4 separate regions of the Mus musculus genome follow, and regions 2, 3 and 4 are each linked to region 1. Evidence: chromatin contacts called from public HiChIP or PLAC-seq data. All regions are on one chromosome and are shown on one strand. The core of a region is the stretch at or near the end of the contact, and the rest is flanking DNA. Distances in the headings are between cores, read along the strand shown.

Region 1 (7,195 bases), core at 3,425-5,924:
GGGACACTGAGGGGTACTGAGGGGTATTGGGGTATTGAGGAGTACTGAAGAGTTCTAAGGAGCACTGAGGAATACTCAGGGGCTTCTAGGGGTACTGAGGAGTACTGAGGGGGCACTGAGGAGTGTTGAGGGGTACTGAGGGGCACTGAGGAGCACCTAGGGGTATTGAGGGGATACTGAGGAGTACTGAGGAGTATTGAGGGGTACTGGGGAGCACTGAGGGGTACTGAGAAGCACTGAGGGGTACTGAGGAGTACTGAGGGGTACTGAGGAGTACTGAGGGGGTACTGAGGGGCACTGAGGAGCACCTAGGGGTATCAAGGGGATACTGAGGAGCACTGAGGAGTATTGAGGGGTACTGGGGAGCACTGAGGGGTACTGAGAAGCACTGAGGGGTACTGGGGTACTGAGGAGTACTGAGGGGGTACTGGGGAGAACCTAGGGGTATTGAGGGAGTACTGAGGGGCACTGAGGGCGACTGAGGGGTACTGGGATGTACTGAGGGGCATTGAGGGTGACTGAGAGGTACTGGGATGTACTGAGGGGCACTGAGGGCGACTGAGGGGTACTGGGGAGTACTGAGGGGCACTGAGGGCGACTGAGGGGTACTGGGATGTACTGAGGGGCACTGAGGGCGACTAATGGGTACTGGGATGTACTGAGGGGCACTGAGGGCGACTGAGGGGTACTGGGATGTACTGAGGGGCACTGAGGGGCACTGATGGATATTGAGGAGTACTGGGATGTCCTGAGACCTGTGAGTGGGAGAAGGGTTTGAACTCACCAGGCAGCTGCGGATGACCTTGAACACCGTATCTTCCTGTTTCTTCCTCCCAGGTGCTGGGATGACAGGCCTGTGGCAGCATGTCTTGTTTCCATGGTGATGGAGACTGAACCCAGGGCTTTGTGCATGCCAGGCAAGCACTCTGCCATCTCTTCTTTCAGAGCTTTGGTTTACTGTCTTGGACTTTACAGATGGGACCAACAATACATCCCATAATGCATGCATGGTATGTTTCTTGTAGAATTTATGTTAAGGGAATGAACGGCTCTGGGTGTCCGTCTGCTGTGCAGGTCCCAGATGCTCTCTTCTGGCCGAGTCTTCCCCACAGCAGGGGTTTTCTGACTCCCATCAGTGTGGATTACCTTAGTCGGACTCTGCATCCTTCGTAGGTGTTTATCCCTGGGATGAAGACCATGACCAAAAGCAGCTTGGGAGGAAAGTTTATTTGGCTTCCCTGTCCCGGTCACTGTCCCTCACTAAGGGAAGCCAAGGCAGGAACTCAAGCTGAGGCCTTGGAGAGCTGTGGCTTACTGCGTGGCTCCCCGTGGCTTACTCAGCCTGCTTTCTTACAGAACCCAGGACCACCTGCCCCAGGCTGTCACTGCCCAGAGTGGACTGGGCCCTCCTATGTCAATCATTAATCAAGAGAAGGAGGTATCCTTTTAATGAAGGTTCTCTCTTCCAACGACTCTAGTTTGTGTCAAGTTGACAAAAACCAACCAGCATAGTCTGTTATTCCATGAATAAATCATACGGTGCACTAAAACCCATTTCTCCCTTATTCATCAAAATAGCTTAAGCATCATCCCACTGCACAAATGTATCCACATTTCTTTAATTGATTATCTTCGGTTGCTTCCAGCTTGGAGCTATTTGGAGAATTAAATATCCAAGTTGCGTCATGCTTCCTTTATTCATAGCAATGGGTCTGCCTAGGGAGGGGGGTGGCGTTGAGAGGGAGCCATCCACAGCCTGCTGGCTGGCTCTTGAGTGTCATTATCAACCCAGGCAAGTGTCCATTGCACAGCCGCTTCCAGCAGCCATCACTCAAGCACCAACACCTTGTGTGTGGTGGTTGGGCGGGAGGGCTCAGCCTTCCGAAATAGCTCCTGTCAGTCCCAGGTATAGAGCACTTGACGGCCAAGATCTATTTCCTCTCCGGAGCGGAGCTCAGTGGTTCAGCCTAAAGACTTCCATGGAAAAGCTACCTTTCAGGGCTTCACACGTTCTAAGATAGGAGCTCTTATGTATTCCTTGGAGGACAAAGAACGTTCCTCAATGAAAACCAAGTAAACAAGATACGCCTCTTTTTGGGATAACATAACAGAGTGAAAACAGGCAGTTGGATCCAACTATTGTGTGGTTCCCACAGAAAGGGCTCATTAAGAAGCCCTGGGGACACAGTTTATTCCAAGGAAAATGTTCCTGAGCTTACACATCCTGAGGCGTGGTGACGTCACTTCCCCAAAAGAGCCCTGTCAGGATATTAGCTTGTCTTGTTATGTTAGGAGACAGGGCACTCTGCCCTCTGGCTCTGTAACTGGGTGTCACCTCCTCCAGCCCCTTCCCAGGCCACTTAGGGAAGCTGCTCTTACAGTCAGGCAGCTGGGTGTCACCTGGCTTCATTGGGGGTCCCCAGGATGCAAAGCATCCCAAAGATCTGGTCAATCTCCGAGCCACATGCAAAGGGGAAGAAAGGAGGATATGTTCTGTGGACCGCTTGTCAGACAGATTCCAGTGTTAGATAAGCACCTGGAACCAGAGCCAGTGGCCTTTAAGATATCTTTCCTGCCAAACAAGGTGGACAAGTATAATCCCAGAACTGGGGAGGTAGAAGCAGGAAGATCAGAATTCAAGATCATCTGCAACTACATAGCAAGTTCAGAGCCAGCCCAGGCTACAGAGACCCTGTGTGTGTGTGTGTGTGTGTGTGTGTGTGTGTGTGTGTGTGTGTGCAGTCTGTCTGTTTTGTTTTGTTTTTGAGACGGGGTTTTTCTATGGTACAGCCCTGGAGCTTGCTTGGTTGATCAGGCTGTCCTAGAACCCAGCGATCCCCCTGCCTCTGCCTCCCTAGTGCTAGGATGAAAGGTCTGCACCACCACTGCCTGGCTGACTCTGTCTTTACAGCAAAAGAAAGATCTTTCCCGGGAGAGTGCTGAGCAATCTAGAGAGTAAGCTTGGCTTCCCCAGCCAACCCCAGACTCCCCTCAATTCTTCCTAATAGAAGCAGTCACTGAAGGAGCTGGCAAGATGACCATGTGGATCCGGGCTCCTGTCACACAGGCTTTGATCCTGGGAATCCATAGAAAGGCAGAAGAAGATAACACTCCACAGGGTGCTCCTTCAACCTCGCTGCCCTCCTCTCTGCAAGAGAGAGAGAGAGAGAGAACAGAGAGAGAGAGAGAGAGAGAGAACAGAGAGAGAGAGAGACAGGGAGAGACAAGACAGAGGGAGAGATAAAGACAGAGATACAGAGAGAGATAAAGACCGAGACACACAGAGAGAAAGACAGAGATACAGAGACACAGAGGGAGGAAGAGATAAAGAAAGAGATATGGAGAGACACAGAGACAGACAGAGATAGAAAAAGAGAAAGATACAGAGAGAGAAAGACAGAGAGACACAGAGACAAAGACAGATACAGAGACAGATGACAGACAGACAGACAGACACACACACACAGAGAAAGAGAGAGAGAGAGAAACATGTTTAGTTGCTACTTACTGGCTGGACAGGAGACAGGAGAATGTTGAATGGGGCATGGGGCCCTGGGGGCTGTGTTTGGGGGTGTACATCTGAGGTGTGACAGAACAGAGTTAGCTATAAGCCACAATGCAAATGTCAAGCCCACAGAGTCACACTCAGAGGTCATGACGTGGCCAGCAGATGAAGTCCCCTGTTCAAAGGCCCTTGCAGGTGCAGCGGATGGGATGGTGCTGGCAATGCGCCTCTCGCCCTACAGAACTCCCATGAGAAAAAGCTGTGTCAGCAAGACGGCCTGGCCCCTCCCAGCCTGTGAAGCCCCAAGGACTGTGAGACAGCCTCAGTGGGAGAAGGTCGTGACCTTCTCACAGCCTCAGTTTTCTCCCTCGGCTGTGCTCTGATGTGGTGTTTTCTACGTATAGATGAACTGCAGTTTCTCTCCACTTTGGGTTTGTTTGTTGTTGGTTTTTTGTTTTGTTTTTTTTTTAAGTCTCTTTCTTCCATTAACCAAGCAAAAAACAGAGTAGAAATCTAAAGAAGAAATTGTGTGTGTGTGTGTGTGTGTGTGTGTGTGTGTGTGTGTGTGTGTGTTGGATGTGCATGTATCTGTTATCTGTTTGTACACTTTTCTTTCCTTTAAAGTCATGCAAATATGCTGGTGTGGCACCTCGTCCATTTAATCTCAACACTAGAGGCAGAGGTACAGAGATCTTAGGGAACTAGTGGTCAGCCTGGTCTACATAGCAACTTTCAAGCCAGCTAGAGCTACCAAGACAGACCTTGTCTCAAAACACAAAACAAAACAAATAAAATCAGTTAAATGAGACTCCTCATTTTCCCCCTGAGAGTCAGGCATGACCTCCAGTCAATCAGGCACTTAGAGCTGGATCACTGGCGACTGTCCCCCGGCCTGCGTCCTCACCACAGAGGAACAGCTGAAAGAGAGGTGGCCTCAGGAAAGCTGTAGGACTGAGCGGTCCAACCAGGACCCCCTCCACGTGGGCAGCATTCGCGGTTGAGTGAACGAGACTCTTCGCCCTGACCCTCAAGGCACACTAGCCTCTCCACCGGCAGCTGGTTTTCTCCAGCATTAGCGACTCTGAGAGAAATCACATGCCTAGGGAGACGTGTGACATGTGAACGTTCTCGGGTGACACACGCATTAACTGCTCTTATACGCAGAGTGAAACTGTGGACCGGATCGGGCTGGCCCCAGTCGTGTTCTCCTGAAGGTTAGGGGTGGGACACAGCAAGGAGCCGATGGGCGGGACTGCGGAGCATCCGCTGAGTTTGGAATCCTGACCCTCCCCTTACTTGGAACAGAAGTGGAGGTGGCTTTCTTGATTCTCAACCAAATTACATTTTTTTTTTCAAAGGCTGGGGGTGTAATTCAGCATACATAAGGTCTTGGGTTGGATCCCTAACAAGAAAAATAAACCAAACAAAACCCCAAAACAAACAAACCAACCAACCTCACCCTTCCTTCACTGCCTGTCTTATTTGCAGAAGAACGCGCCTTTCTTAAGGCCCTTTCTGGAATTTCTCAGTTGGGGTACCGCCTCCTCATTTCCTGTTACTTATCCCTAGAGGAAAAGAAATGACCTAAACAGGGCAGGGGGGATGCTCCATGTGAACAGAGGCTCACCCTGCGAGCCTGGCACCTGAATGAAAAATAGAAATTAAAAAAATAAAAATAAAAATAAAAAAAGGAAATGACTGTCCCTAAGTGTGGTGGAGATGACGATTTATCGTAGATAGAAGAGAGAGCATAGCCCGAGGCAGGGGCATCTGGGAGCCCAGACTGAGCTGGGGCACGCAGGGATACAGGGACAGGGCAGGTAACCAACATGTCTGGATTATAGGGAAGAGCGTCTGAGCAAGAGCAGCCCAGTCCCTGGGCTGGAGAGTTCAGGGTAGAGGGTATGCCAGCCCTACCCTGTAACCGTAGGGACTGGAAGAACCTGAAGCCAGGTCATATTTGATTTGTTAAATAGCCACCATTTGTCTTGGGGTCTGAGACTGACTAACCAGAGTTCAAGCACCACATCCCAAGGTGGAAAGAGAATAGATCAAAAGTGGCACACGTAAGTCTGCACTGGAACACTCACACGCACGCACACACGCGCACGCACACACACACACTGCTAATAATAAATAAAAGTTTAAAAAGGTAGCAATTCACCTAAAAAAAAAACTTTCTGCAAAAAGAACATATCTCCCACAGTCAATTAAAGTGCCACCACCACCACTAGGGTGCCTACAAGCCCTAGATTCTGGTCACTTCAAGTTGCAGTGTTCTGTGAACTCCTGTACACTTGAATAGTCTTTAAACAAACCATCTTTCTCTTGTAACCCACGCTGGCAGTACCGTTTGCTGTCCCCAGTTACTGAAAATGAGAGTAGAAGAAGCCAAACCGGGTGTGGTGGAACACACCTTTCATCTCAGCACTTGGGAAGCAGGAGGATTTCTGTGAGTTCGAGGCCAGCCTGGTCTGCATAGAGAGTTGCAGGACAGCCAGGGCTACATACTGAGACCCTGTTTTTACAAGTAGCATAGAGAGGGAGAAATTTTCTCTCCTGGACAAAGGAGCCAACATCCTTTATGTATGGTGATTAATCTAAAGGTTTTGTAAAATCTGGGAGAATGGGAGATATTAGGTAACGGAAATAGAATGGAAAATGTCACATATTTATTTTGGGGGCTGGGCAGTTTACCAGGCTCTGTACCTACTAGACAAATAACCTACCAACTGAATCACACCTCTCACCCAGCATAATTTAGCATAGGCCTACTAAACACCCAACAGTTCGCAGCGTTTCCTCCTTAAACCTTTCTGTTTGCTGTAGAAGAACGGGGTCATGCAAGGCCAATGACTGCCCAACATCACACGCCCTGTTCACTTTTCCTTCATAAATACTATGGTGTACTCTTAGGTACTGAGCTGGGTACCAATGACTCATCTGTGCATAGGACAGTCACCACAGCCTGGGGTGAACTTCCTAGCTGAGGAGCTGGGGGGGGGGCGGGTAGGTGGGGGTGGGGAGGAAGATGGGCAGGCAGGCAGGTAGGCACACAGAAAGGCAGGACTGCCCCATGAGGCACCAGCTACCAAAGACCTGGGATTCCTTCTGGTGAATGAGATAGATGGGAGCCATTGATCTGCTCAGCTCTGTGTTCTGCTCCACGTCATCTCAACTGAAGTCTCCCTGTCACTTGGCCACAGCTCTGTTATCTGACCTTCAGAGAAATGAGAGATATAAGCTGATTCCTGCCAAGCGAGCTCAGGACCAGGAAGTTCCGGGGTTTTGCCCTTCATGGAGAAAAAGCAGTGTCTCGCTTATCCTGGTTGCCTCTGCCTTCTGCCTGTCTTCCCAGCCCTGACCCCTGCCTGTGCTGCAGCACTGTGGAGCCTCAGGCCTAGGCCTGGCTGACCCCTGTGTGGGGACTGCCACACAATAGAATTAGGCCTTTTCGCTTCTGTGTTAGAAAAATAAACACACTTAGGACATGGGTCAGGCAGTGTGCTTGCCTAGGATGTGAAAGGCCCTGGATTAGATCCCCAGCACCCAATGTGCCTCCCCTCCCCACCTGTACCCCAAAGAATGAAAATCCTCCCAGGATTGGTGCCTCTGGGTTTAGACAGAAAGAAAAGTTTTTAAAAATTAACATTTGTGTGTGCATGTGTGTGTGTGTGTGTGCGCACACAT
Region 2 (7,298 bases), core at 3,572-6,071, 780 kb before region 1:
TATAACCCCAGAGACAGCTCTCCCTGCAAGAAACCCTGGCCTGAGTCTCTTAAAATCCTCCCTCAAGTGGCAAGAGATGGTGAGGGTGGGTTGCTCTTGATGTTCTCTGGACTGTCTGGGGAGGCACATAGCACCTGTTCTCCATGTGTACAGCCAGTGGCCAAAGGTCAAGGGGCACTGGACCAAGTGACTCTCCTGTGTCAGTCACTCAGAGACACACAGGCTGCCCATGTGCCCCTCCCTCATCAGCCACACAGCCTGCCATTCAGCAAGTCCCAGAATCAGGCACTTGGCTAAGCACATGGAGCATGACACATAAAGCCCCAGGGTCAGCTGCACAGAGCAGGTGATACAAATATGCACGTGTGGCCCTTGGACAGTGGGATAGAAAAATACTGTGTCACCCAGGAAGAGGGCCCAGTCCTTCCCGTGTCAGGATGGGCTCCCTAGAGGAAGAATCTTCTAGCTGAGACCCAAAGACAGGGAAGCTGAGGACCAAGGGCATTTGCTGATGGCTGGGATGGAGAAAGGGCCCGGGCAGGAGATGCTAGGACTACAGAGGGAAGCAGAGAGGTACATTTGGGGACAGAATATCACAAGGCTAAAGTGCTGGTGAAAAGCCCCAGGCTTCGTCAAGAGGCTGGGTCGGGAAGGAGTGGCTGCAGAGATGGCTCAGTGGGGAAAGCGTTAGTCCATAAGCGTGAGGACCTCGTGCCACCCCAGCACCCATGGAGGAAATGGTAATGATGCCCAGCACCAGAAGTCCCCGCTCTGGTGAGACAGGCAAGCACAGTCCTAGGGCTTGATGGCTGGTGTCTACCCTAATCAGTGGGTCCCATGTCCCAGAAAGAGACACGGTCTCCAAAATTAAGGAGGACAGACAAATAACAACTGAGGTTGACCTCTGGCCTCCGTGTGTGTGCACATACATGCATGTGTGTGCCTACACATAAACAATAAATAAAAGGGTCACCTATGGCAGACACTCAGGTCACCCTGCCCTGCCCAGAGTAGTGGCTGTGGGGAGAGGAGACAACTAGCAGGGTGAGGTGACCCTGTGACTGCAGACAGGACATAGTCAGAGAGGAAGAGGGACTGGGTCAGCCTGGGGACCAGGGTCAAGGCAGAGGACTAAAGGAGACAACTCTATAGGAGGCTCCTTACCCTAGGAAGGGTGTCTTGTTCTCAACTGTCACTAGTTGAGAAATGACAAAGCTAAAGAATTGAGAGGCAGGAAGTGTTTGGAGCAGAGCAAGTAACAGCAGGAAAATCTCAGGCACCCCAGACACAGAGTCAGCAGCTGAAGGTAGGAAGCCCTTGCTGGGGTGAGGTACCACACTCACGTCAACACACGGAGAGAAAGGCTCTGCACAGCAAAGGGAGAACTTGGAAAGCCAAAACTCCAGTCTCTTCCCAAGGCCTGTGTGGTTTACTGCCTCTGAAGGGTTCTCTTCCCCTACTGAGGATTGAAGAAGCTAGTTTGGTTGGTTGACCTAGAACTGTCGTGGCATGACCTGATCCAGCCTCAAAACTTGTCCATCAACAGGGGGCCAAATGGTGGGAGGCGAAAGCTGCCAGGCTTTTGTCTCAAGTCAGGAGCTTGAGGGAGATGGCTATCTGGAAAAGTCTCCACTTTTCTCACCTAGCCTCGGCCCCTCTCCCTGTCTGTCTGCCTACCAGGGAGTCTGGTACAACTCTGTTTGTTTTCGTTTTTGGTGTTTTTGAGGGTTTTTCTGTGTAGCCCTGGCTGTCCTGGAACTCACTCTGTAGACCAGGCTGGCCTCGAACTCAGAAATTCGCCTGCCTCTGCCTCCCGAGTGCTGGGATTAAAGGCATGTGCCACCACGCCCAGCTTCTGGTACAACTCTTGATCTCACACCAGGATGGACTCAAACCTCAGGTATGGCTAGGGAAGTACACAAACATATATATACACAGAGATGCACACATATCCACCCATGCACACACACACAAACACACACACACACACACACACACACACACACTATACTCCTGCACAAACAGAGTCCATACAGATACACACACATGTGCATACACACATGCACACATGTACATAGGCACACACATGAGAGAGAGAGAGAATATGACAGACAGACAGACAGACAGGTCCAGGCTGAGCTCTGGTATGGTCTCCTCTAAACACACCTGGTTGCACACATCCCATCTGCTCTCCCAGAAGAGTGTGCCTCAGTGGGGAGACAGGCCACCTGGGAAGGACAAAAGCTAGGGGCCAAGCTGTCACCTGAAGGGAGTTCTCAAGCCACCTGTCCTGTTCCCCTCCTCACAGACGCTTAAGGACTGACAGGGTGAGTCAGGAAGGCCTTGCTGTCTCTGAGAGAGTTACAAGCAGGTGGCTGTTCTCTGCTCTTGCCATCGAAGGGAGGTGTCTTGCTGCTCTTTTGTCCCCTCTCTCCCCTGAGAGTTCCCTTGGCTGCTCCCAGCCCATCCACCCCCCTCCCATGGAGCCTTTGCCCCCGCCCCCCATTTCCCAGCAGAAGCCTGGAGCCAGACAATGAGATAAGGGTTTGTTTTCTAAGGACTGGAATTCGGGAATCAGGCAGAGCGTGTGGGTCAGGGCCAGAGCACCCTGCTCTGGTGAGGCAGGGGGCCTTTCTATTAGCTGGGGGTCCCAGGCCTGCCGCACTTGACTTCTGCATGCTTTTAGGATGGCTCTGCTAGGTGTTTGGGAGAGGAGAAAGAGTCCCTTAGAACTGGCTCTGCTCCTACAGGTGGCCTGGGGCTGCCCCTCCTCCCCACTTTCCTAGCCCCCTGGACTTCCAACGGGTACACCACCTCCTTGTGGCCCATGTTGTCTCCTATGCAAGTCAGTCTCTCCTCCTCCATTACCTGCTGTCAAAGACTGATGCTTCCTCCAGGAAGCCTGCCTGGCTGCTCCTTTCCAACATGCCACCCACAGACACGGCTAAAAGAAGGCAAATGACAGAGAGGAGGCACAGTCTGCATCCGAGAGACACCGCCGTGTTAGACCAGGGCCTCTGCTCCAACAAGCCCTGCTCAGAGCAACTTGCTCCCAATAGACACCGTAGACAGACAACTGGGACCCACACTTTGGAAACAGAAGCAGCTGAGCAGGGCTGAGTTCCCAACCTCCCTGTATGGGGAAAGGTCACCCCTTGGCCCTGGTAAGGCAGAGTGTATCCCACAATAGAAGAACCAAGTTCCAGGGCCTTGCAGTTCCAACGTCAGGATAAACAGCAGCACTTCCCACGAGCCAGGCTGGACAAGCGCAGCTTCTGATCCTCACCAGAGTTAGGGACCATGGCCACAAGTTGTCTGCTGACACACTATTGGGAGCGGGCAAATGCTATCTATGTTCCTTCTTTTTAATTTTAATTTTTTGAAACAGAGTCTCACTTTAGTACAGATTGGCCTGAAAGTCTCAAATATCCTCCCGCCTCCCCCAACCCCACCCCGCCCCAAAGGACTGAGATTACAGGCATGAGCCACCATGCCTGCCTTTTGCAGTACTGAGGAATCAATCTAAGGATCACATGCTTACTAGCTAGGTGCTCTGTCACAGGGCTCTTGGGCATGACTTCCATGGAAGCACCTTGTCTCTCCAAGCCAATGGTATAGGAAAAAGAAAGATTTCTAGATACCTCCAAAACTCCGTTTCCCATATGTCCTAGAGAGATGGCAGACACAAACCCATACAGTCTCTTGGAGACTCTGTAACTCTAGCTCCAGGTTGTCCAGCGCCCTCTTCTGGCCCCAGTAGGTAACTACACTCATGTGTATCTACTCCCCACCCCACACATATGATTTTTAAAGTTTTAAATCTCCCCCCCCCCCCATACAGGGTCTCTGTGTAGCCTTGATTGTCCTGGAACTCTGTGGACCAGGCTGGCCTCGAATTCAGAGATCCGCCTACCTCTGCCTCCCCAGTGCTGGAATTAAAGGTGTGTGCCACCACCTCCCAGCTTTAAATTCATTTAAAAGAAGAATTTGGGGAGAGGAGAGGGGAAGGGGAGGGGGAAGGAGGAGGAGGAGGGGAGAGGAGGGAGGGGGAATGTATCCCATTTGGTAGCATGCTTGCCTAGCACTTACAAAGCCCTAAATCTAGTTCCCAGCACAGCGTAAACTGGGCATGGTGGCACACACTTGAATTCCCAAGCAGGACGGTCAGATGTTCAAGGTCAACTAGGTTACCCAGTGAGTTCAGAACTAATTTTGTTGTTTGTTTGTTTGTTTTGAGACAAGGTTTCTCTGTGTAGCCCTGGCTGTCCTGGAACTCACTTTGTAAACCAGGCTGGCCTCGAACTCAGAAATCCGCCTGCCTCTGCCTCCCAAGTGCTGTGATTAAAGGCGTGCGCCACCACTGCCCGGCCAGAACTAATTTTTAAGGAGAAAAATTAAAAAGACTCCAGTGGTTGAAAGCTACTGTTTATGGGCAACACGGTACCATACTTGATTCCTGGACTTCACATCAGTGTCTGCAGCCTGTTTCCTCGGGTGTAAAATGAGGACCGTGAGGGACTGGAGAGGTGGCTCAGAGGCATGGAACTGATTATGAAGAGAACCTGAGTTCCATTCCCAAACACCCAGGTGTTTCCCAGAGTGGCTGAGACGCTTAATTAAGTTAAATCTGCAGTGCCACGAGCAGTACCATGTACACGCTAAAATCCCCGGACCTCAGCTTTGTTTCCCACTCAGCAAAGTAAGGAACTGTCATTCCAAAATCTCCTAGCCTTTGGAACAACGGAACACAAAAACTACAACTCTCAGCATGCTGCGGGGCTCGAATAATGTATAAAACTCCAGAGAGGACTACAATTCCCATAGTGCCCCGGGCTTGCCCAGTTCAGGTCCGCGCGGGGTCAGAAGAGTCCAGTTACACGGGTTCCCCGCTGGCACGGAAGAGACTGTCCTCCGCTCCTGCGGCCGAGAAAGACGAGTGCCACAGCCATGCTATGCAGCCTGTTCCGGGCCGCCATGCTACGCAGCCTGTTCCGGGCCACGGTCCCGGGGCTCAGGGTGCCCTGGGCTCAGTGGTCTAGGAATTGGGCGGGGGTCCCAGCCCACGTGGTGGACCTACGCAGCGACACGGTGACCCGGCCAGGGCCGGCCATGAGGCGCGCTATGGCCGAAGCGGTTGTAGGAGACGATGATTACGGCGAAGACCCTACGGTCCACGGTGAGCCCGGCGAACAGGCCCGGGGCAGGGGTCGTTGCGGTGACCCCGGGACGCTGTCCGTGGTTCTGACAGGACAGCACGGACGCAGAGGGGTGCCTCGCTGACATTTGAGGACGCTCAGTGGTGCACTCTGCGTTCTTGTTCCTTCTCGGAGAGATCCCTGGTAATGCAGACTCTTGAGCTCCACAATGGACTTGGGGAGCCAGAATCTGCATTTTAACAGGACCACCTGGTGATTTCTGCCCACTGTCACCCAATTGCCCAGATGGGTGTTGTCCAGACTTGGCAAAGCAAGACCCCGAGATGGGCAGAGAGGAGTTCAAGGACCCACATCAGGAACAGGGAAGAACCAGGGTTTGAGACAGGTCTTACTACAAGGAGGGCTAACTACTCTCCTTCATTCATTGGCTGACTTCACAAAGACAAAATCAATCCAGCAAAGAAAGTGCTCGCTGCTCCTTCACAGGGGGGGGGGGGGGGTGCAGAATTTCATATCTAGGGAGTGCAGCGCGTTAAGGAGACAGCAAACCAAAGCCCACCCGGGGTCAATAGTCACTGCTAAGGTGGACCTCTAGTGCTGCTGTGTGTGCACTAGAGATCCAGAGATACACCAGAGATCACACTTGACCTTTGTGGACCCAGGGGTGATTGGGGCTGATCTAGAATCTCTTGACAACAAGATATTACCAGGAACTTCAAAGATGCTGAGCTACACTGCTCTCAGCAGGCACCTGGTGTAAACAGGTCACCACATCAAGGCTGGGAGGTCCTGGCCTCGACAGGAGTCTGAGGAGGGTGAACCAGGGGCTGGGAGGAGGAGCGAGCAGAACTCATCCCCGACCGCACACAGGGCTCAGGGAGACACGGGTATGTGTCCTCTGGGGACAGAATCTAGATCACTTTAGCACTGAGCATTGTGTCACAGACAGGAGAGCCACCATGGCCTTTACCCAGGCCATCCACTCACCCGCCAGCTGCACTCTTTGTGCCCTGCCCGCTCCCCAGAGGCTCTTCTTCCGTGGTGATGTGCAGAGGAAGTCCACAGGGAAACCACAAGGCCTCACCTGCCGGGGCTTCTGGGAAAGGGAGAAAAACAGGTGTGAGGTCTGGGTGGGAAAGGGGCTTCAAACCACAAGGGAGTTTCGGTGGCCTGGGGCGGGGACTGTGGCTCAGGAGGACTGACAGAGGGGCCTCTGGCTGTGGCACGTGGTTACCAAGATCACAGACTCCAAGCCCCACCCACAGGACCATCATTTCTCATCCGAGCAAATGTACCTTTTCGGAGAGAAGTGCTTAAGATAAGGTCTTGCTGTATAGCTCAGGCGGCCCTCCAACTCAGTTATCCTCCTGCTTCAGCAGAGTACTGGAATCACAGGTCTATTCTATCAAACCCTGTAACAAGTACACACGAACTGTGTGCCACGGTACAGTGGCCCGAGGAATTGCTGATTCTTGCCCTTCCCCTGCCCCCCTCCCTTCTCAGAACTGCAGGAAAAGGCTGCAGAGTTGCTTGGGGTAGAGAGGACGCTGTTTGTGCCCACCAACACTATGGCCAACCTCATCTCTGGTGAGTGTCTTACCCGCCCCTCTGAGCCCCAGCTCAAAGGGTCTGTGGCACTGGTGGGCACACACCTGGATTTCTTTTGGGTGCAACTGGTGGAGCACTCTGCATTTGGCAGTGGGAGGAGTGAGGTCTGAGTCTCTGCTACTCCCTAGCTCTTCTTCCTGGATGCTTACCTTGCAGCCCTGGCCTGGGTTGTTTCCCAGTGTGCTTCTGTCCTCTGGCTGCTCCTGGTACCCTGGGATGCCTGTTCCTGGAGGCAGCATCCTGGCACTCTTCCTTGCTGGCCATGGGGGTCTGGTGCAGGTTATTAGTGTCCAGCCTTCACAGCCTAGAATTGTGTAACACACCAGTCTTTTCAACACGTGACAGTGAGGTGTTTTGACTCCCAATTGACAGAGGGAGTCTGAGCTCACTGGGGGCCCTAGCTCAGCCTGGCCAAGCTGAGCAGGGGCAGAGAGATCCTCTGGACCCAGTTCCAAATCCTGCCCTCCTCCCATCTGTCTCAGTGATGGGTCACTGCCGGCGCCGGGGTTCCCAGGTCCTCCTTGGGCAGGAATG
Region 3 (6,427 bases), core at 2,357-4,856, 820 kb before region 1:
GCCAACCCTGTGTCCCCAATCCTGACTGCCCCCCACCCCTGAGCCCTGGTTTGCTTGCTATTGATGTAGTTATAGGCGTTCTAACCAAAAGCAACTGGTGGGGGGAGGGTTTATTTATTTATTTATTTATTTATCTTTCTGGTCTCGAAGTCCTTCACCAAGGGAAGCCAGGGCAGAAACTCTAGACAGGAACCTAGAGGCAGGAACAGAAGCAGAGGCCATGGAGGAGTGCTGTGTATTGGCTTGCTCTCCATGACTTGTTCATCTTGCTTATGTAAGGAATTACAGCTCCCAGGCCCACCTGTCCAGGGGTGGCGTTGCCCTCAGGAAGATGCTCAGCCTGATGTAGGCAGCCCCTCAGCTGAGGGCGCCTTTCCCCATATGATCCTATTTTGCGCAAGCCGATTAAGAACCAGGTTACTGCATGGCTCTCTTAGGCTCTGCCCCAAGGTCACCTTGTCAGAGAGGCCTGGGTGGGCCACAGGAAACAGGCTCTCAACACTGGATTATTCCCATCCTGTTGTGACGTGAGAATGTTTTCTTTCTCTCCCTTCCCCAAAGATCATAGACAAGATCTATCTTAGCCACCTTGCCGTCCCTGACAGGATTGACTGAACTCTCAAACTGTGAGCCAGCAGACCCCTCTTCCTGTAAGATGCTTCTAATGGGTCTTTGGTCGGAGTGGTAGAGAATAACGAATACAGTATATTCGGGTACCTCGCCACAGGAGAACTCTCTGGAAGGTAGAATAGTCACATGGTGCCCTGTGTGGGTATAGAAGCTTGGAGGCTGGAGGTTAGGGGAGAAGGCTCTACTTTCCACATTGCCCCTATCTGTAGGGCTTATGTTGAGCAATAAGGTTGGAGAGGTGGCTTGGTGGCTAGAAGTGCTGGCTATGCCTCCAGAGGACTTAGGTTCAATTCTTAGCACCCACATAGTGTGGCTCACAACCATCTCTATCTTCAGTCCCAGGGGATCTGGCGCCCTCTTCTGACATGTACAGGTACTGCATGCAAGTGATGCATATGCATGCTTCCAGGCAAAACATCCACACACATAAAGTAATTTAAAAAATGAAGGCATAAGCTGGGCTGGAGAGATGGCTCATCAGTTAAGAGCACTAACTGCTCTTCCAAAGGTCCTGAGTTCAAATCCCAGCAACCACATGGTGGCTCAGAACCACCCATAATGAGATCTGAAGCCCTCTTCTGCTGCATCTGAAGACTGCTACATTGTACTTAGATATAATAATAAACAAATCTTTAAAAAAAAAAAGAGCACTTGCTGCTCCTGCAGAGCACCTGGGTCAGTGACCAGCTCCCCCATCAGGCAGCTCTCTCCCACCTGCCTGTAACTCCAGCTCCAGGGCATCAGATACCTTCTTCTGGTTTCTGTGAGCACACACATAAAAATAAATCTTAGGGGGTTTGTTTGTTTGTTTGTTTGTTTGTTTGTTTTGGATCTTTTGAGACAGGGCTTGTCTGTGTAGCCCTGCCTGTCCTGGAACTCATCCTGGTCTGCCCTGCTCAGAGCTCAGAGTTTGCTGGCTACTGGAGAACAGGCACTAAGCCTTGGCTTTTGTTATTGTTGTTGAGTCAATCTTAAAAAAAAAAAAAAAAAAAAAAAAAAAGAGTAGACATTCGTAGTCACAGGACAAAGGTTCCTCTGATGGTGTCAGGCCAGGCTCATGTTGGGAGGAAGAAGCCTCATCAGGAAGTGGGTAAGTTCCAGGTGAGGTATCCCTTAAGTGTGGTGGAGGAGCACGTGAGGATTAGGGAGGAGTCTGAGCAAGGGAAGCCGAGCTGGCAGCCGCTGCAGTCATGACCCTTTGAAGTTCATCTGGACAAACCACAGTCCTGGGCGTGCTGTCTCCAGACTGCGTTAGATAAGGGGGCCCAGCCTGGCCAGCCTGCAGGCAGGAGGCTCACGCCCATGTACCTTCTGCAGCCGCCCATCACTGGCTTCGACGCCCTCGTCTGAGGGACGCTTCAGTGGACCCAAGTGGACCTCGAGGGGCCACAGCTAGGCTCTGGCTTCAGTTTCCCTGCTGGCTGGGACACTGCCTGTTCCCAGAACACTCTCTGCCCCAGAGGCCGTTCACCCTGGGTAGGGGCCCAGGATAAAAGATGCCACCCGAGCTATCCCTTTGATGGTGGCATCAGCTACTGCCAGGGTGAGCTGGTGATGGGGCGGGGATGGAGGTCACTTCTGCTCAGAGGCCTGTAGCCTTCTGCCCATGTTCGAGCCAAAGCCCAGCTAGGAGGCCTCAAGCCCCGGTTGCAGGGAGTCCTTCTAGTTGAGAGGCCCTGTGCTCAGCAGACCCTGGGCTGACTGGCCTGAAGAGCATGCTGAGAGGAGAACCCCACTCTTGTGACTGTGAATGGAGTAAGGGGAGCGGCCAGCCCAGGGGCTGAACGAGGACCACCATGTGTGCCCCTGCTGAGGGGCAGCTTAGGGCTAAGGCGGGATGCTAGGGGCAATGCCAGTCCCCTCGGCCTCCAAGTCTGTGCTTCTTCCTCCCTGAAGGCAGCCAGTTGTGCCTGATGCTACAGGGCCTGAGAAAAAGACAGGCTGGACATGGTGGCACACGCCTTTAATCCCAGCACTTGGGAGGCAGAGGCAGGCGGATTTCTGAGTTCGAGGCATGCTGGGCTACAGAGTGAGTTCCAGGACAGCCAGGGCTACACAGAGAAACCCTGTCTTGAAAAACAAACAAACAAAAAAGACAGAAGCACACGGGACTGCTGTGTGTGTGTGTGGCTGAGTGGACTGTGCAAACAGTGGGACCCTTAAAAAAAAAAAAGTAAGAATTTGATAGAACATTAAACGGGACATGAGGCGTGTCTGTGTTCATGGGCTCATGCATTCTTGGGTCACCAGTACCAGAAACCCATCCTGAAGTAAAGAAAAAGCACAAAGAAAGTACTGTATAGCCATGTGTAAACTCACAATACACATGCACAAAAGCTCTGAGGCCACCATGTGTAAACTCATAATACACACAAAGGCCCAGTGGCCACTATGTGTAAACTCATAATACACACAAAGGCCCTGTGGCCACCATGTGTAAATACACAATACACACAAAGGCCCTGTGGCCACCTGGCACTCACATGGCAGGTGGCGGAGTTGGACTCTAAAGGCAGACCTGCCAGGTCCTCCCTGAAGGGCCGGCCCATTAGACCTGACAGTCTGAGGAACTGCCCCTTCCTAAGAGGCAGGGTTTCTTGACACTGTGGTACCCAAGACCCAACTCCCTGTTACCCAAGTTTGAAGTCTGGTTCTGTCTAGTCATTCTCTGGGGCCCCATTTCTTTATCTGTATATTATTATCTCTATTTACTACTGAGTTATTTCTCATGACTCATACGCAACACGTAGAGTAGCCCAGCCACATAAATGGCCTGGGTGGTGCTCCCCAACCCCCTCCATGGTCTCACTGTGGGCCTCCGTTTGCTCTCCTGGGGTTACCTCCTGCACTGACTTACCTCCACCTAAAGAAAGCCAAACCACCCAGCAGTGAGTATAGATCTGGGGCCATCTTCCTTCCACATCCACGCTTCCAAGTGGAAGGAAACACAGCCTACAGCTCCGGCCTTTGCTGAGGGCCACTGCGCTGCAAAGGGCTCCCTCTAGCGGTGCGAAGCTGCTCCCCTGGGCCCTAGCTCACCCTGGGGAGGAAGTGGGAAGCAGCTGGAATCCAGCTCTTTCTCCCCTGGGCGGTGTGGCAGGGTCTTAAGGCTCTCAGCTTCTGGCCCGTGTGTGGAGACGCCTGTAGACTCGCCTTTGTCTTTTCAATCCTTTGAGCAGCAGACCTGGATCAATGCAGCAGCAAGAGTAGAGGCTCCAAGAAGAGAAGCTGCCAGTTCGCGGCTGTCTGCGGGGGAGGGGGAGAGAGGATGGGGGCGGGGGGCGGTTCCAGGCCTGCAGCACAGACCACCCACAGTTCGAGGCTCTTACAGATGGCAGAAAGGGGGGGCATGGAAACCTACAGCTTCCCCCCCCCCCCACACAGGGTTTCTCTGTATAGCCCTGGCTGTCCAGGAATTCACTTGTAGACCAGGTTGGCCTCGAACTCAGAAATCCGCCTGCCTCTGCCTCCCCAGTGCTGGGATTAAAGGCGTGCGCCACCAGCCTACAGCCTTGAAGTACAGACAGAGAGAAGAGGGTGGAGGAAGGGGTGCATGGGTAGGTACTTTGGGTGGGCGTGTCGGCTGCGGGGGTGGGAGGTGAGTGACCACTCTAGAGAACTCTGAAACACTTTTCCTCTTTGGGGTTTTGAGACAATGTCTTGTTGTGTGACCCTGCCTGGCCTAGAACTCACTACAGAGCTCAGCTTAGCCTTGAACTCCATGCAGTCCTCAAGGGCTTAAAGAATAGGTATGCCCTCCATTCTCTGCTCTCCCCAGCCACTTGGCTGACACGGAATTCACTCTGTAGAACAGGTTAGCCTGGAACAGTCTATGTAGACCAGGCTAGCCTCAAACTCATAGCAATACTGTGGCATCGACCTCCTGGTGCTGGGATTCCAGGCAGTGTACCACTCCTGACCCCAGGCCTGCTTTCCTCTTCCTTTGTTGCTTGCACTCACCCCTATGTCTCCCTGTGCCACCTGTGTCCCCCTGTACCCCCTATATAGCTGAGAATGACCTTGAACTTCTGACCCCACCCCACCCCCGACTTCCACTTCCTGGGTGGCAGGATTTCAGGCTTAAGCCACCGCTGCCACATTTATGTGATCCTAGGGGTGGAACCCAGGGCTCCATGCACACTAGGCAAGCATTCTGCCCGCTGAACTCCCAGCCTCCAAAACCTTTTAGGACATGTTTTCCCTGTGCAGCCCTGGCTGTCCTGGAACTCACTCTGCAAACCAGGCTGGCCTTGAACTCAGAGATGTACCTGCCTCCGGACTGTTGGGATTAAATTCATGTGCCACCACGCCAAACCCTTCTTAAGGACAGACTCCTAGGGCCCTTTGCAGCCCGCTGCTTGGGCTGGTCTGGAGGGGAGCCTAGGCACCTGCATTCATACAGACAGCGAGTGAGGCTGATACACAAAAGCCTCCTCAGCTCCTGTGACATCCATTGCCACCTAGGAGCATACAAGCCGGGCCCCAGGGCCTGGACCTTGAGTTATGAGGGCCAAGGATACCCCTGTTTATATGACACACACCTGGGATTCTGAGAGGGATACAGCATTGGGAAGGAGGAGCCCCAGGATCAACAGTGCAAGCAAGGAACAGGCACGGACCCTGGTGACCTCCACCAACCCCATGTATTCAGGAAAGGACACACCTGTCCTCGCCAGCTCTGAGCAAAGTCTGGATGGCACTCACTGTCACCCCCGCCCCTGCCACAGCAGCTGTGCACCCATGTAGCCCCCACACTCCCTGACCACTGGTGTCTGAATGACCCGTCCAGTCCATGGGATCCTCGTGAGCTGAGCCCAGGTCCTACCTATTTTGTGCTTTTCTCACTGGGATGAACACTGACCAGAAGGGACTGGGGAGGAAAGGGCCACTCTGGAGACGGAAGCCGTGTCCCGTACATGCTAGGTGACCGCTCTGTCACTGTCATATCCCAGCTCTCTTTTTGTTTGTTTTGAGATTAGCTCTCACTATGTAGCCCAGGCTGGCCTCAAACTCATGAATCAACTGCACCAACCTTTTGAACACTGCAGCTGTTTGTTGCTGGTGTTTTCAGACAGGGTCTCATGTAGCCCAGGCTGGCCTTGTACTCCTCCTGCCTGGACTTCGCATGTGCTGGGATTACAGGTGTACACTATCATGTCCAGGGTATGAAGTGTGATGGTCTAACCTAGCACTTCACAGCTGTGCTACACCCCAGTACTTGCTGTCTGTGAGGGCTCTGATCTCTTCTTTTTTTTTTTTTTTTTTTAAAGATTTATTTATTTATTATATGTAAGTGCACTGTCGCTGTCTTCAGACACTCCAGAAGAGGGAGTCAGATCTCATTACGGGTGGTTGTGAGCCACCATGTGGTTGCTGGGATTTGAACTCAGGACCTTCGGAAGAGCAGTCGGGTGCTCTTACCCGCTGAGCCATCTTTCCAGCCCTGATCTCTTCTTAGGACCTTGTGTAAACCCGGTTTCCTTCTTCTTGTCTTTGAATACCATCCCACTTGGTTAGAACCTCAACTGTGGGGGGGGGGGCATAGTTCTGTCTATAATCAGTGTCAGTAAAATTCTATTCTGGGGTTTGGGGGGGGACATAAACAATGCCCACCCTTCCTCCTAACAACAAATCCAGGCACAATTCCTCTAACATTCACTCGGGGGAACCAATGGCTTTATCAGACTTTCTTACGGAGCATGGGTGATTGATTGATTGATTGATTACAGGAGTGATTGTTGCCCTCGACCCTCTCAAAGGGCCACACCAGAAAATCTCTACCCAGCAGGGAAAACTT
Region 4 (7,336 bases), core at 2,538-5,037, 860 kb before region 1:
AGGTGTGTGTCACTACGATTGACTACATTTTTTTTCTTCTTTTTTCGGTTTTTAGAGACAGGGTTTCTCTGTGTAGCCCTGGCTGTCCTGGAACTCACTTTGTAGACCAGGCTGGCCTCGAACTCAGAAATCCGCCTGCCTCTGCCTCCCGAGTGCTGGGATTAAAGGTGTGCGCCACCACCGCCTGGCTTAAATTATTATTTTTTAAAGCATCTTTGGGGGGACCAGAGAGATGGCTCAGTTGTTAAGGACACTGGCTGTTCTTCCAGAGGACCCAGGTTCAAGTCCCATGTCACAGCTCACACCCTCGTGTAGATACACGCAGGAAACACAAGAGTCATTGCACATGAATCTCCTTTTTAAATAAAGCACCTTTTGAATTTGCAAGCATGGAGACCTGAGTTCTAGTCCCAGGATCCCCTTAGAAAAGGCCAGGTATGAGACTCTTTCCAGATGTTCAAAATGCTGCATTGAGGATATGGGTGGGTGGATCCTGAGGCTACACTGTCAGATCTGTCTCAAAAACAAACAGAAAACCTATTTGTAGTGAATTTGTATGTTCAGGGCTGGGGCAAGACCCTGTCTCAAATAAAGGTAGGCAAAGCTTGAGAGATGGCTTAGCAGTTAAGAACACTGGCTGTTCTTCTAGAGGACCCAGGTTTAAATCTCAGCACCCACATGGCAGCTCACAACCATCTGTAACTCCAGTTCCAGGGATCCAGTGGCCAATTTTTCTGGGCACCAGTACAGAGACTTACACTCAGGAAAGCACCCATACATAGATAATAACTAAATGAATCTCTGGGAAAAAAAAAAAGGGCGAGTGAATAGCAACTGAGTAATGACACTGAGGTGGTCCTCTGGCACCCACATGCACACACACACACACACACACACACACAGACAGACACACATGCACGCCTGCATGAGCATCATTCACATCTGTATCTTTGATCTTGGCAGAGAGGTAGAGGACCTCTATGTGACCTTGGAGAGCTGACAGAAATTCCCTACAAGCCTTCTCCTAACCAGGCTATAGCCCCTTATAGCCCCTGTTTCCGCCCAGTTTGTCCCTCACCTGTGGGTCAGGATGCTGACAAACCCCTGTCCTGGACAGACTCTCCGGGGGAATCCAGGTTTGGCTTCCAGAGCCTGGGAAATAGGAAGTGACAGTGCCCAAAAGCTGCAGGGTTATGCCCTCCCTGAAGCACAGGAAGGGGACCGCCCTGCCCCCACGGTACCCACAGCCGCTCTGCTCTTCTAGGGACAGGAAGTCAGCTGAGTACCAGGCAAGCAGGTGTTGTGACTGAAGGGGGAGGTGGCAGGCACCTGGCAGTCAGCTGGGTCACCCGCTGCTGTTCCTGGCTTTTTGTTTCCCACACTCAGAAGGCCAGAGAGAATGGGGGTTAGAGCCTAGACTTCTACCTGTTTGTCTCTTCACACCTCCGAGATCCAGATCTGAGATCTGTTCCCTGTGTTGATCCTGGGGATAATAACTCCTAAGGCCAGGCATGATAGTGATAGGTGGCAAGCCAGTGTCACGGTGAGCTCTCTGTCACTGTGAGCAGCTCCAAAGCCCTCCAGCTCTCTGGACAGGTTGTTTCATTTTCCTTTACAGTGATGACCTGACCTGCTCAGATTGGAATTGCCCCTATTCCCCCCACCACCACCACGACTCCCCAAATAGATTCCCACAGCCAGACACTGAAACACCTCTCTCTCCTCTGCAAAACACATACTGGACCCTGGCAATGGGCTGTAAGGCCTGGCTCCACAAGGGGCCTCTCCCCCCAGGCCTGCCATCATGCTTGCAGCCAGGGAATTACAGTAAATCAGGCCCGCCCTGCTTTACCCAGGGACTGCTGCTGTCCCAAGTCTTGGCTCTCCTAGAAGAGGCTGACATTCAGGGCCCCTTCTCGGCCCAGGGTTGTTAATCCTGAACTCCCAGGACACAGTGGTCTTTGAAGTTACTTCCAGGTGGCTGTGTCATCCTGGCAGCCCCAGCTTGCATAGGACAGCTGGAGCTGCCACTAGCTTCGGAAGGGCAGCCTGCTCCACTCCAGCCAGGTGACCTGCCCTTCGCAGACTTGGACCTCATCCCGAGATCCCTGCAGGTCCGGACAGCAAGTTAGATTGTCCTCTGGGGAAAGGGAGGGTTCAAGGTAAACCTCAAGGGAGTCTCTGTCAAAGGTGTCTGTGCCCACATCTCGCCCCCAACACACACAACCACATGCACACATGCACACATGCACATTAGCAAACCCTCAACCTGACAAAGGGTGGGGCCGAGTCTTCCCAGATTGAGATGGAGGAGAAGTAGGTGGGGCACCAGGAAAAGAGTCAGCCTATGACACAGGCAGGCTATTTTCATCACAGTCCCCTGAAGGCAGATCTGACTGATTCCTGGATGGTTGTTGAGGAAGCCGGGAGGTTGAAGAGGTTAGCCTTTGGTTGAAGACAGGGGAGGGGCGGGAGAGTGGAGCAGGGTGGCAATCTCTGTGAATCCCACTCTGGTCCTGTTGGGTTGGTCACAAGAGGCTTGCTTGCACTGAAGTGGTGGCTGTCCATCACAGGGGTTCTAACTTTCTAACCGTCAGCATCTACAGGAGGGAGAGGAACACTGTTTTTTGTTTTGGTTTGCCTGCATGTATGTATGCACACCAAGTTTGCATCTGGTGCCTTGGAGTTCTGAAGAGAACACATGAGCTCTCCAAGAACTGGTGTCCTAGATGGTTGTGAACCATAGATGGGTGCTGCTCACTGAACCTGGGTCTTCTGGAAAAGCAGCCACCCAGCCAGCTCTCCTGCCACATTGTTTTTTAATTTAAAAACTTTTGGGTTTTAGCTGGGTGTGGTGCCATGCCTTTAATCCCAGCACTTGGGAGGCAGAGGAAGGCGGATTTCTGAGTTTGACAGAGACAGGGTTTCTCTGTATAGTCCTGGCTGTCTTGGAACTCACTCTGTAGACCAGGCTGGCCTCGAACTCAGAAATCCGCCTGCCTCTGCCTCCCAAGTGCTGGGATTAAAGGCGTGCGCCACCATGCCCGGCGGGTTGTTTTTTTTTTAAATCTTATAAATGTTATTATGTATGCATGTGTCTATGAGGGATGCTTGCACGAGCAAGCGCTGTCTCCTGCATCTGGAGGTTCAGAGAATGACACTGTGACTTCAGTTTTCTGTTAAGTGGCTCCCAGGAATTGAACTCAGGTTGGCAAGCTTATATGTACCAAGGTAGTTTACCCCTAAGCTAGCTCTCTGGTCCTGTTTTGTTTTGTTTAGACAGGGCCTCACTGGGTCTTGGAACTCACTATGTATGCCTGGCTGGTCTCGAACTCATATAGAGATCCATCTGCCTCTGAAGAGCTGGGATGAAAGATATGCACCACCTTGCCCATCCTGTTTTGCTTTTTGAGACAGGTCTCATGTAGCCCAGCCTGGCCTCGAACTCACTATTAGGTGATGAGCTTAATTCCTAATCAGGGGGTGTCTTTACCTCCCAAGGGTTGGGATTACAACCCTGTAACACACGGCACCGTGTGTGGATACAGAATCCCACAGGACCCAGGGGATCTCCCAATGCCCGCCTGGGCGGCCGCTGGTCCCACAGCCTAGGTCCGTGGCCATGGCAACTGCTAAGCTGTTGCTCCATTGCCTCGCCACGTTGGGAGCAGAAGGGAACGCGTTCACACCCGACCGGGCCGCCAGCTGCGAATTCCTCAGGCCTTCCATCAGCCAGGCCAGCCCCGACTTCCTCGCAGGCTGTGAGGTCAGCGCCCGCCCCACCCGCCTGGAGGCTGGCCCCGCGCCGGGAATCCCGATCTCGGGTCTCTACTGACTCCTCCGTGGTCCCTGCACCCGGGTCTCCGCCTTCTCAACCCAGAGTGCGATGCCAGCCCTCGCTCCTCCATGCTAGTCCGCGCCTCGCCATCTCCGAGCCTGGGTCTTGGCTTCTGCCTGCAGCCCCTTCTTGGTCCTTGCACCCAGGTCCCTGTTGGGTGCCAGGGTCCCAGCGGCTTAGTGTGCCTGTGAGCAGGGACGGCCCCTCCCGCCCTCGCCGCCCAACACGCGGGGCCCTATTTCGGGAGCTGGCGCTGCGGGCCGGGCAGCCCTGCCCGGAAGGAAAGCTATTCTGGGCAGGGCCGCCCGAGTAGCTGCGACCCCAGGGCTTCCCGGCAGGGTGCGTGCTGGGGACAGAGGGCACGCTAGGGCAGGGCTACCCTCCCTTGCCACTACCCCACCTTCCTCCCAGGCCGCACCTACCCCCCGCCTTTTTTTTTTTTTTTTTTTTTTGGCTAGACACAGGACCTTTCCTAAGTTAGAACATTCCCTGGTTCTGAAGTGAACACCATGAGTCCAGAGCCTTCAGTCACCCGGTTCCCTCCTCCGCTGCACACGGGCCTCTCCGTGTTGTCCATCTGTGGTCTAACCGTTGTACTTGACAAATACTTGCTCTTCCTAACTGTACCTGTCGTCCCCTCTATGTGTCGGTATTGTTTGATGCACAGTGCCCAGAGCCCACTTCCAATGTATGGTCCCCATATAAGTGATCCTGGATCCCTGGTCAGTCAGGATCCCAGGCACTCTCTGGGGCGACTCATTTCCATCAGAGGTTTGGAGTTGATTACACGTCTGCCACATCACTGGAAAGCAAGTGGCCACCCAAGAGTAAGACAAATGCATTCCAGAATATTAGAGACCGGTTATCCACACACAGTAGGCAGAAGCAGGTGGATCTCTGTGAGTTCAAGACCAGCCTGGTCTATAAGGAGAGTTCCCAGGACAGCCAGGGCTACACAAAAAACAACACAAATAAAATTCACTTTTTCAACTATTTTAGTTTATTAAGAGACAGGGAGGGTCTCATGTAACTTAGGCTAACCTTGAATTCACTAAGTAACTTCTGATCTTCCTGCCTCTACCTCCTCAGTACTGGGATTACACGCATGTGCAACCACACTTGGTTCATGCAGAGCTAGAAACAGAGCCCAGGGCCTTGTGCTTACTAGGCAAGCCCTACCCATGAGCCTAGCCCCTGCCCTCTGGCAAGTGCTTTCCATGGTCAAACAAAGTATTTTGCCCCATGCCCTTGGATGTCAACCTCAGGCAGCTGACCCTAGTTAGAATGTAGGCTCCACCAGCTCCAGGTGGTCATGCTACATTAGCAACCGGCCCTGTTTTGTCTTCTTTTTTTTTTTTTTTTTTTTTTTTTTTTAAAGATTTTTATTTATTTATTTATTATATGTAAGTACACTGTAGCTGTCTTCAGACACTCCAGAAGAGGGCGTCAGATCTCGTTACGGATGGTTGTGAGCCACCATGTGGTTGCTGGGATTTGAACTTTGGACCTTCGGAAGAGCAGTCGGGTGCTCTTACCCACTGAGCCATCTCACCAGCCCCCCTTGTTTTGTCTTCTGTGTGTATGTGTGTGTGTGTGTGTGTGTGTGTGTGTGTGTGTGTGCTCCCACACATATGCAGTGCCCACTGAGCCCAGGAGAGGGTGCCATCAGGGCCTCTAGACTGGAGTTACCCACAGTCATGAGTGCTATGTGGATGCTGGGAATCAGAAAATGAACATGTGCTAAACTAACATGGTTTTCCTGAGCAGGGAAACAAACAGAAGTTCTAGATGAGCTACAAGGGCAGTGGCTCAGTTGGTAGAGTGCTTACCTAGTATGCAGGACACCCTGGGTTTACCCTATGGTAAGTATGGTACTCTCAACTCTGTGCCCCATATGGTGGAGGGGGCGGAAGCAGCAGGGCGAGGATCAGAGTAGCCTAGACTATGTGGAGAATTTGAGGCCAGCTTGGGTTACGTAAAACCTATCTCAAAATAAAACATTTAATGTTGTCGTATATAGGTTAAAAAAAAAAAGTCTGGGTAAAGAGGGTGAAGACCTGGAATGGAGATCTCCTGGGAGGAGAAGGGGGTGGGGGAAGAGAGAGAGGAAGAGAGAGAGAGAGAGAGAGAGAGAGAGAGAGAGAGGAAGAAGAAGAAGGAGGAGGAGGAGGAGGAGGAAGAAGGAGGAGGAGGAGGAGGAGGAAGGAAGAAGGAAGAAGAAGAAGAAGAAGAAGAAGAAGAAGAAGAAGAAGAAGAAGAAGAAGAAGAAGAAGAAGAAGAAGAAGAAGAAGAAGAAGAAAAAGAAGAAGAAGAAGAAGAAGAAGAAGAAGAAGAAGAAGAAGAAGAAGAAGAAGAAGAAGAAGAAGAAGAAAAAGAAAGAGAGAGAGAGAGAGGGCGGGGAGAGAGAGAGAGATTGGAAAGTGTATTTTGAGGGAGTAGAAACCACTTTCTCCCCAGGGAGGGCCCTTTATCTCTGGGTGAGCCTACACAGGTGGCTGCGAACCCACAGGGTGCATCACCCTCCTTCTGAATAACCAACGTGCACCTTGAGCTTTGACTCATTCATCAATAAGGAATTAGCTTCCTCGAAGACTAGTCAGAGTCCTCCTTATCCACGATAGGGGGAATCAATGGGCCATTAATTACAGCGGAAGTTACCAGGGATGGGCAAGGTCCTGCAGGGGTGGGGCTGCGCAGGCGCAACGTGTCCCAGCTCTCTTAAAAGCTTGCACGTGTGTCAGCCCTATCTGGGTGGGGGGCAGCTAACAGTCCAGGGACACAACCTGAGAAGCTGATGGGTCCCTATCTCTGAGGCCAGAGCTTGGTTCTCATTGGCCCCCACTGGGCTACCATCTCCACAGGCTGGTTTCATTTCAAGATGGGCATTTTCAAAGACGCTACAGTGAGTAGAGTCTGGTCTGATTTCCAAGAGGGAAGGAATGAGAGGCCCACGGGGGAGGGGCTGGGAAATCTTACCCGGTCTCACTTCTGTTTTTCGGGTCATAAACACTGGCTGCCCACATCTCTCTGGCCTCATAACTTCCTCCAAAGAGCCATTTGCATGTGTCTCACTGAAATTCCGGATCATAGCTTTCCCCCAACTCCTCCTGAGGCCCCCAGAGGATCTCAGAACACCACTGGGGAACCAAAGGGTGGAGATGGGCAGTATATGACAGTGTCAACCGCCACAGCCTTCCCCAGAGTGATTCACTCTTATTCAACAGACAGGCCATTTTCCTAGAATGTTGCGACAGGGGTATTAGGGTTTTCCCAGAGATTTCCACGCTTGATTTCCCAACCCTGAGCCCCTCACATGGAACTGGGGGTGACCTCCCTTACTGTTAAGTGTGGGTACTTGCCCTATGAACTTGCTATCCAGTCCATTTGTTTCCCCATAAGCACAGATCAGCCTCCTGGGAGTGGACCTACTGTGTGCCCTGTTCCACACACCTTCAGCTCTTGTCCTGTGATTCTTTTTTCTCTCTCTTGATTTGACTT

What was found. HiChIP or PLAC-seq counts read pairs in DNA pulled down with a chosen protein or histone mark.
Region 2: a FOXA1 HiChIP or PLAC-seq map of pancreatic cancer cells shows a contact between it and region 1. The contact joins the promoter of Tha1 here to the enhancer-like site in region 1. A contact is called at or near these places in 3 of 39 promoter capture datasets (hippocampal neurons, liver and pre-B cells) and 2 of 115 datasets of contacts at active chromatin or transcription factors (microglia and pancreatic cancer cells).
Region 3: a FOXA1 HiChIP or PLAC-seq map of pancreatic cancer cells shows a contact between it and region 1. The contact joins two enhancer-like sites. A contact is called at or near these places in 1 of 115 datasets of contacts at active chromatin or transcription factors (pancreatic cancer cells) and 1 of 9 other capture datasets (embryonic stem cells).
Region 4: a FOXA1 HiChIP or PLAC-seq map of pancreatic cancer cells shows a contact between it and region 1. The contact joins two enhancer-like sites.

The regions. Positions count from the first base shown.
Region 1 is chr11:117,089,435-117,096,629 of GRCm38.p6, reverse strand. No RefSeq gene overlaps it. Among named protein-coding and RNA genes, the nearest start is that of Mir6516, 16 kb to the right of the region's middle. Within about 2 kb of position 4,674, at least 123 of the 459 cell types and tissues checked have an H3K27ac peak or open chromatin away from gene starts, as enhancers often do. A contact at or near this core is called in embryonic stem cells and pancreatic cancer cells, where this site is marked.
Region 2 is chr11:117,871,049-117,878,346 of GRCm38.p6, reverse strand. It overlaps Tha1 (threonine aldolase 1), which reads left to right and starts at 4,821. Exons shown (of 7, transcript NM_027919.4): 1 at 4,821-5,176; 2 at 6,660-6,743; 3 at 7,247-7,298. The coding sequence starts at 4,948. It overlaps Gm11725 (a long non-coding RNA gene), which reads right to left and starts at 7,262. Exons shown (of 3, transcript XR_001780380.2): 1 at 6,914-7,262; 2 at 6,144-6,252.
Region 3 is chr11:117,910,095-117,916,521 of GRCm38.p6, reverse strand. Gm11725 (a long non-coding RNA gene) reads right to left here. Exons shown (of 3, transcript XR_001780380.2): 3 at 6,013-6,427. Among named protein-coding and RNA genes, the nearest start is that of Tha1, 40 kb to the right of the region's middle. Within about 2 kb of position 3,606, at least 63 of the 459 cell types and tissues checked have an H3K27ac peak or open chromatin away from gene starts, as enhancers often do. A contact at or near this core is called in embryonic stem cells and pancreatic cancer cells, where this site is marked.
Region 4 is chr11:117,946,307-117,953,642 of GRCm38.p6, reverse strand. No RefSeq gene overlaps it. Among named protein-coding and RNA genes, the nearest start is that of Socs3, 19 kb to the left of the region's middle. Within about 2 kb of position 3,787, at least 203 of the 459 cell types and tissues checked have an H3K27ac peak or open chromatin away from gene starts, as enhancers often do. A contact at or near this core is called in pancreatic cancer cells, where this site is marked.